Linked DNA regions of Rattus norvegicus: region 1 is linked to region 2. The links are chromatin contacts, called in public Hi-C maps. All regions are on one chromosome and are shown on one strand. Each heading gives the region's core, a stretch centred on a gene start, on an enhancer-like site or on the middle of the called end of the contact. The rest is flanking DNA. Distances are from core to core; before and after follow the strand shown. Region 1 has its middle 130 kb from the start of Fndc3b. Region 2 overlaps Fndc3b (fibronectin type III domain containing 3B).

Region 1 (2,700 bases), core at 89-2,588, 290 kb before region 2:
TGTTTTTGTTTTGATCTCCCCTGACATCTTAAGGTCCCAACCTCTCCTAGCCACCTTCCTGTGAGCTCTGTGGTCTTCCAATGTCTGTCAGAATGACATCTTAAGTTTCAGCTTACAACAGCCTAGAACTTTTCTATCTTGCAGTTCCAGTTCCTCCACATCTCTCCTGGAAATCAGTTCCCAAGGTCGGAGAACCACAGGGTCAGGTTTATCACAGCAACACTGCCCACAGTCTGTAACAGTTTCTCCAGGTCAGTTGACCAAACTTTCTGACAGAAACAAGAGAGGGAAGATGTATCATAGCCCCTCATTTCAGAAGGTCTCAGTCCATCATGGTAAGAATCCAGCTTAGTTCACACGGTGGGAGTTTGTGGTGGCTCTCACGGCACAGGCCAGGAAGCAGATAGCACACAGCTGGAACATGTGACAGACATAGGTTTCAAAGGCCCAACTCTAGTGACCTACATCTGCTATACATGCTCTATAACCTTCAAAATAGAGCCAGGAGGGGTTGGAGATTTAGCTCAGTGGTAGAGCGCTTACCTAGGAAGCGCAAGGCCCTGGGTTCGGTCCCCAGCTCTGAAAAAAAGAACCAAAAAAAAAAAAAAAAAAAATAGAGCCAGGAGCCAAGAGACAAGCATTTCCGGTACAAACCACAGTAGCCCACACCAATCGTTAACAATTAAGCTTCTTTAATCAGATGTGCCTAGTTCTGCAACATAAATACTTCTAAGTATACATTACCTTTTTGGGCCTAGTGAAAAGAGAATATTCAGGACTTAGAAGGAGAAAAAAATCTTAATGAAAACAAAACAAACTTCAAGGAAATAAATAATTCCAACTTGGCGTTAGGTACAGTACACAGAATAATCAAAAGAGGGTAAAGGAGACAGAAGATACCAGTCAGTACTCACATATGTATTTACATTTATTGAATGAGAAATCAGGATAAATTACCCTGGGAAGGAAGCTGGGCTGAGAGCCAGCTTAATGGCAAAGTGACAAAGCGATAGGCATGGAACAGGGCAGGGGTGTCCCAGCTCACACTCCTGTAAAGAGAATGAGCAAAGCCAATGTCATGTGTGGTGGTGCCCTCTCAGTCACTCTGGAGAACCCTGATCAATTCCAGACATCCATTCCTGCACACTAGGGAGGTGGAGAAAGAAAGGGAAATTGAGGTACAATTGGGAGAACTAGCTTCTCTTTTCTTCTCTGCCTTGACTGTTACTGTGACTCGACCAGGAGGCTTCCCCTGTGGCTCCTCCCTCCCAGAGCAGAGGCCACCCTCTTAGCATGTAGTTTTGTTCAAGTCCATCAGATTCTGAGTCCACAGCAGGGCCAAAGTAGCTTGTTTGTCCACGCCGGTTCAGGGTGGAGGAAGTTCACATTCAGCACAGGCACAGCAGTGTGTCATATCACATTGCCAAGGACTTGCATCATTTCTAAACTTTCCGGAAGCCTGGATGGGCGAGAGGTCATCTGTGTTTATTTTGTGAAGTTTGGCCTACCAGGAAATGTGTGGGTACAAGAGATATTTCGGGCCCCTGAGACTCTAACTTAAGACACTTAAATCCGGCAGCCTGTGCTACAAGCGTGAACCTCTAAGTAGGTCTTTGAAACAGAGTGGCAAATTGCAAAGTATGAGAGGTTTCTTGGCTGCACGAACCAAGCCACGTATAAAACCCTGTTGCCAAACAGAGACTAGAACCAGATGGCAAGTCTGAAAACACACAGCACGTATTGACTCTTCTATAAAATACTCATTACTGCCTAATCCAGTAATAGTCATTTCTAGAAGAATTGCATAAACACTCGTGAATCCATTTTAATTAAGGTTGTAAATTGACCTTACCAAAAAAAAGAATCTTTGAACAAAATTTTTCATGTCACATTGTTTTAAGAATATAATGAAATTTCTCTGTCATAAGAGAAGAAGGATGCGTCTGAAAGATGAAATTTTCATCATGTTGAAAGCATACACAGTTGTTAGCTGTCTACCAGCAGGCTTTCTCTGGTCTCTGGCAGACAGTTAAGGCTATTTTGGTCTTTGTGCCATCAATAATCTAGCAGGTGACTAGAGACCTTACCTAAAAGAAAATGGTCTTTCATGTGGAACTGACAAACAAAATTCTATACACACACACACACACACACACACACACACACACACACACACACCTCCAGACCCAATTCCAATCACATAAGTAAAGGGAAACTCACAATAGAGAGAATGCCCATAGCCAATGCTAAGGGATGGATGGATGCACAGAACAATACTACCCACAAAGACACAGGATTGAGTCAAACACCCCTGTTCTTGTCCACTGCAGTTACCATGACTAGGCCCAGGAGATCCTAAAAAGAGTAGACCAGCATTTTCATCTCCCTAGCAGACGACACTCCCGATACACTATTCCAGGGAAGATCATTCTGGAACCCTGCAGTGAGGTGTTAGGGCCACACTGACAGGCAGTAAGCCAGAAGACTGCCTGGAACTGAGAGATGTGTATGCATCATCTACAAACACTTATCCCGTCCCTGCCTGGGCTTGGATCCAGCTACTTCTAGAAAGTTCTGCCTCAGACACAGATGCACACCACTCCCCAGTTCATATATCTCAGAGCAAGGACCCTCCATTTTGTCCTTCTCATGACTTTCAAAGACTGCCTCCACCATGAAGACTTCTCTGGTGGAACTCAC
Region 2 (2,874 bases), core at 21-2,520:
TCTCCAGTGACTGGAGCCTGTGCTGAGTTGACAAGGAACGTCACTAGGACAGTAGCCGCGGCACCCGTAGACTCAGAGCTGTCCTGCTTCCTTCATGGTGGAATCAGAGGCCAGCACTACCATGCTCAGGTGCTGCAACCCCCAGAAACGCGCACCGCCGCCCTCTCACTGTCTCCCTGTGAAGATCTTGGTCTGATCCTGCACTGCGTCAGTGGTTCTGATATTAAAGACCCCAGGTCCCCTTCCACAGTGGCATGCATCCCGGCCTAGGGACAGCCCGTAAGGCCGGCCGGATCACTGCCATGCAGGTTTGCCTCTTCCCAGTCCTCCTCATCCTGTGTGCGCAGGGGAGCCTTTGCTCCGCCGGGTTGGGGAGGGGGCATCTTCACAGTCAGTATCATTTGTCTGCCTCATCCTGTGATGTCCTCCCATAAGGCAGATGACACAGATACATGATGCATTCTCCTGTTGCCTTCGAGGATAGGGTCAACATTGGGGCTCACCATTTTTTGACTTGCATACCCTAAAGTCAGGCACATGCTGAACGCTGAGCCAAGTGCCTCAGAGTGCAGAGAGAAAGTCATTAATCTGGGTGCTGTGTCTGCCATTAAATGTGCATGTGAGTGAGCTGTGTGGGAACCCTGACTTTGTTGAATTGGAGGGAGAATTATTCGGCAGCAGCCGGCAGGTTTCGGGAGTAAAGCATCCATATTTTTAGCTCAGTATACACCGTGCCTGAGCAGTTCTGAGGTGTCACCTACCTCGTTGTTCTATACGCTCTCTGCAACCTGCGAGCTCTGGTCTCTCCTAGCTAGTGTACTTCTTACCTTTTCCTAGATAGTCAAGTCAAGCCTGTTGGTTTTTAGAAGGTATATATGGAGTTCATATCTGGGAGTGGAGGTCACTTTCTTATGTGGAATGTTCTTCTCCAGTCAGGAGAGTTCCCTCCATTGCAGTGGGGCAGAGTGAGGACTCACTGAACAGATACCTAATGAGATGGTTGGCCCTGGAATTGTTGCCCAGGGCTAGTTCAGGGCAAGGCCACAGTGTGCTCTTGGGTAAGCAGCTTGGCTCAGCTGTGAAGCCCACGGATGAGGCAAAGATGAGAAGCTTGTTCGCCAGTTCCAGTTATTCTTGCTCACCCTGTCTGTTTCCTTTGTAGGGTATACGCCATGTACAATTCTGTCAAGGGATCCTGCTCCGAGCCAGTCAGCTTCACCACCCACAGCTGCGCACCAGAATGTCCCTTCCCTCCCAAGCTGGCACACAGGAGCAAAAGTTCACTAACCTTGCAGTGGAAGGTAGGTAGCTCAAAGAGCCAAGAATAATGTTCAAGGCAGGCAGGGGCCGTTTCAAATATTCCATTTTGCAATGGGGCTTGGTTTCCTGTGTAATCACTGTGTGAACCCAGTTCTGATGCATCAGAAACTGCCAATCCCATACAAATCAAGCAGAGGAGGTAGAAGGAAGGATCAGCTAGATCCGGTGTGGGCACCTTCTCGGGAACTTGGTAAATCTCCCAATCTATCCTAAGTGATAGAAATACTTAAAATACCTCAGTTTCATCACTTTCTACTACTTGAGTTCATTTTTCAATCATTTGTAAACTGCAGCATGTAGTTTGAAGGTTTGGAGATAAAGTAGGTTTGAGTTCTTTTGCCTTCATCCTAAGTAAAGCTGAAATACTTAATAAAAGCTTCCCAGAATATATTGTGTCCTATACTCTATTAAGACTTCATTAATTTTCACTAATTAGTCATTAGCTCAATCAGGATTCCTATTTTTAATAACCTGAACTCTGTGTAGTGATTTTCATAAAATTCAGTATACTGTCTAAAAATAACCATCACCTAGTGCACAGTCCTGGGGTGGGCGCCTTTAAAGTGTGCCTTTAACCTGTTGTTCACCAGTTCCTGTTCTCAAGAAAATAGATCATTTTCACCCTTTCCAATCCTTATGTCTATGTCTTGATATCTGAGAATGTAGTTAGAAAACGTCAGATAGTTGGAGGTGACAGAAGCTTATGTTCCAGAGTGCGGAGGGGTGAGGGGCTTGGGAGAGAGCAGGAGTGACAGGAGAAATGTAGTCAGGCTTCTCTGCACCCCGCTGTGTGTAGCCATGTGCTCAGGGTCAGTGGCTGACATTGACTGTGTTACTGGGACAAAGGAAAAACTGAACTGGCTTAGAATCTGACCTTTTCATTTTCCTTCCTGGCTTCCAGGGATAATTCAGGTCAGTGATCTCCCACCTTTTCAGAGTTTTAGCACCCAACTGGTCATCATCATTGGTTAATTCTTTGGCAAATATATATTCATTTAAAAATAAGTTCACCTAAGCTAATATAAATCAATCTTCTTCAAAGGAAAGAACTAAAATCTATTGCTTTTGATAAAATACAAGAAATCTGAAGATTACCAGAGGGACCCCGGGGTCTTACAAACTTAAAGTTGGGAATCACTGATATGTCTGTGCTCTCTGCTTGGGTGGCATTCGGGTCTCAGGGGGACCAGCAGCTTCCAGAGAGGTCACTTGGGAACAGAGATACCCTCTTGAACCATTCAGTTGTCTGAAAACATAAGGTCCTGGATTCATCTCAGCTTCTGTTTAAGTGTGCTCCCAGGGACTGGGTAAAGGCATGTGTACCAGAGACCATCTCTGGCTGCTGCCTGTTCTGGATGCCACAGAAAACTGAGAGCCAAAGAACTTCTGGTGTCCTTTGAGTCATCAGTGACTTGGGAGAAGATCCCACCCTGGGGATTGTGATATCCCCAGTTACCAGGCTGACTAAGGAAGGACAGGCGTTCTTGAACTGTGGATTCATGTAGCTCTTTTCATAGAATTGGATTCCCCTGAAAGCTTTGCCAGTTACTTAAA

The links. A called contact is a pair of places that touch in the nucleus more often than the background predicts.
Region 1: a contact with region 2 is called in a Hi-C map of liver, with 5 times the contacts expected there. The contact joins two enhancer-like sites. A contact is called at or near these places in 3 of 12 Hi-C or Micro-C datasets (kidney and liver).

Annotation. Positions count from the first base shown.
Region 1 is chr2:112,601,884-112,604,583 of GRCr8, reverse strand. No RefSeq gene overlaps it. Among named protein-coding and RNA genes, the nearest start is that of Fndc3b, 130 kb to the right of the region's middle. Within about 2 kb of position 1,338, at least 23 of the 93 cell types and tissues checked have an H3K27ac peak or open chromatin away from gene starts, as enhancers often do. A contact at or near this core is called in liver, where this site is marked.
Region 2 is chr2:112,308,712-112,311,585 of GRCr8, reverse strand. Fndc3b (fibronectin type III domain containing 3B) reads left to right here. Exons shown (of 25, transcript NM_001191704.1): 9 at 1,163-1,301. The region is part of intron 1 of LOC134485892 (a long non-coding RNA gene); the gene reads right to left. Among named protein-coding and RNA genes, the nearest start is that of Ghsr, 110 kb to the right of the region's middle. Within about 2 kb of position 1,270, at least 4 of the 93 cell types and tissues checked have an H3K27ac peak or open chromatin away from gene starts, as enhancers often do. A contact at or near this core is called in liver, where this site is marked.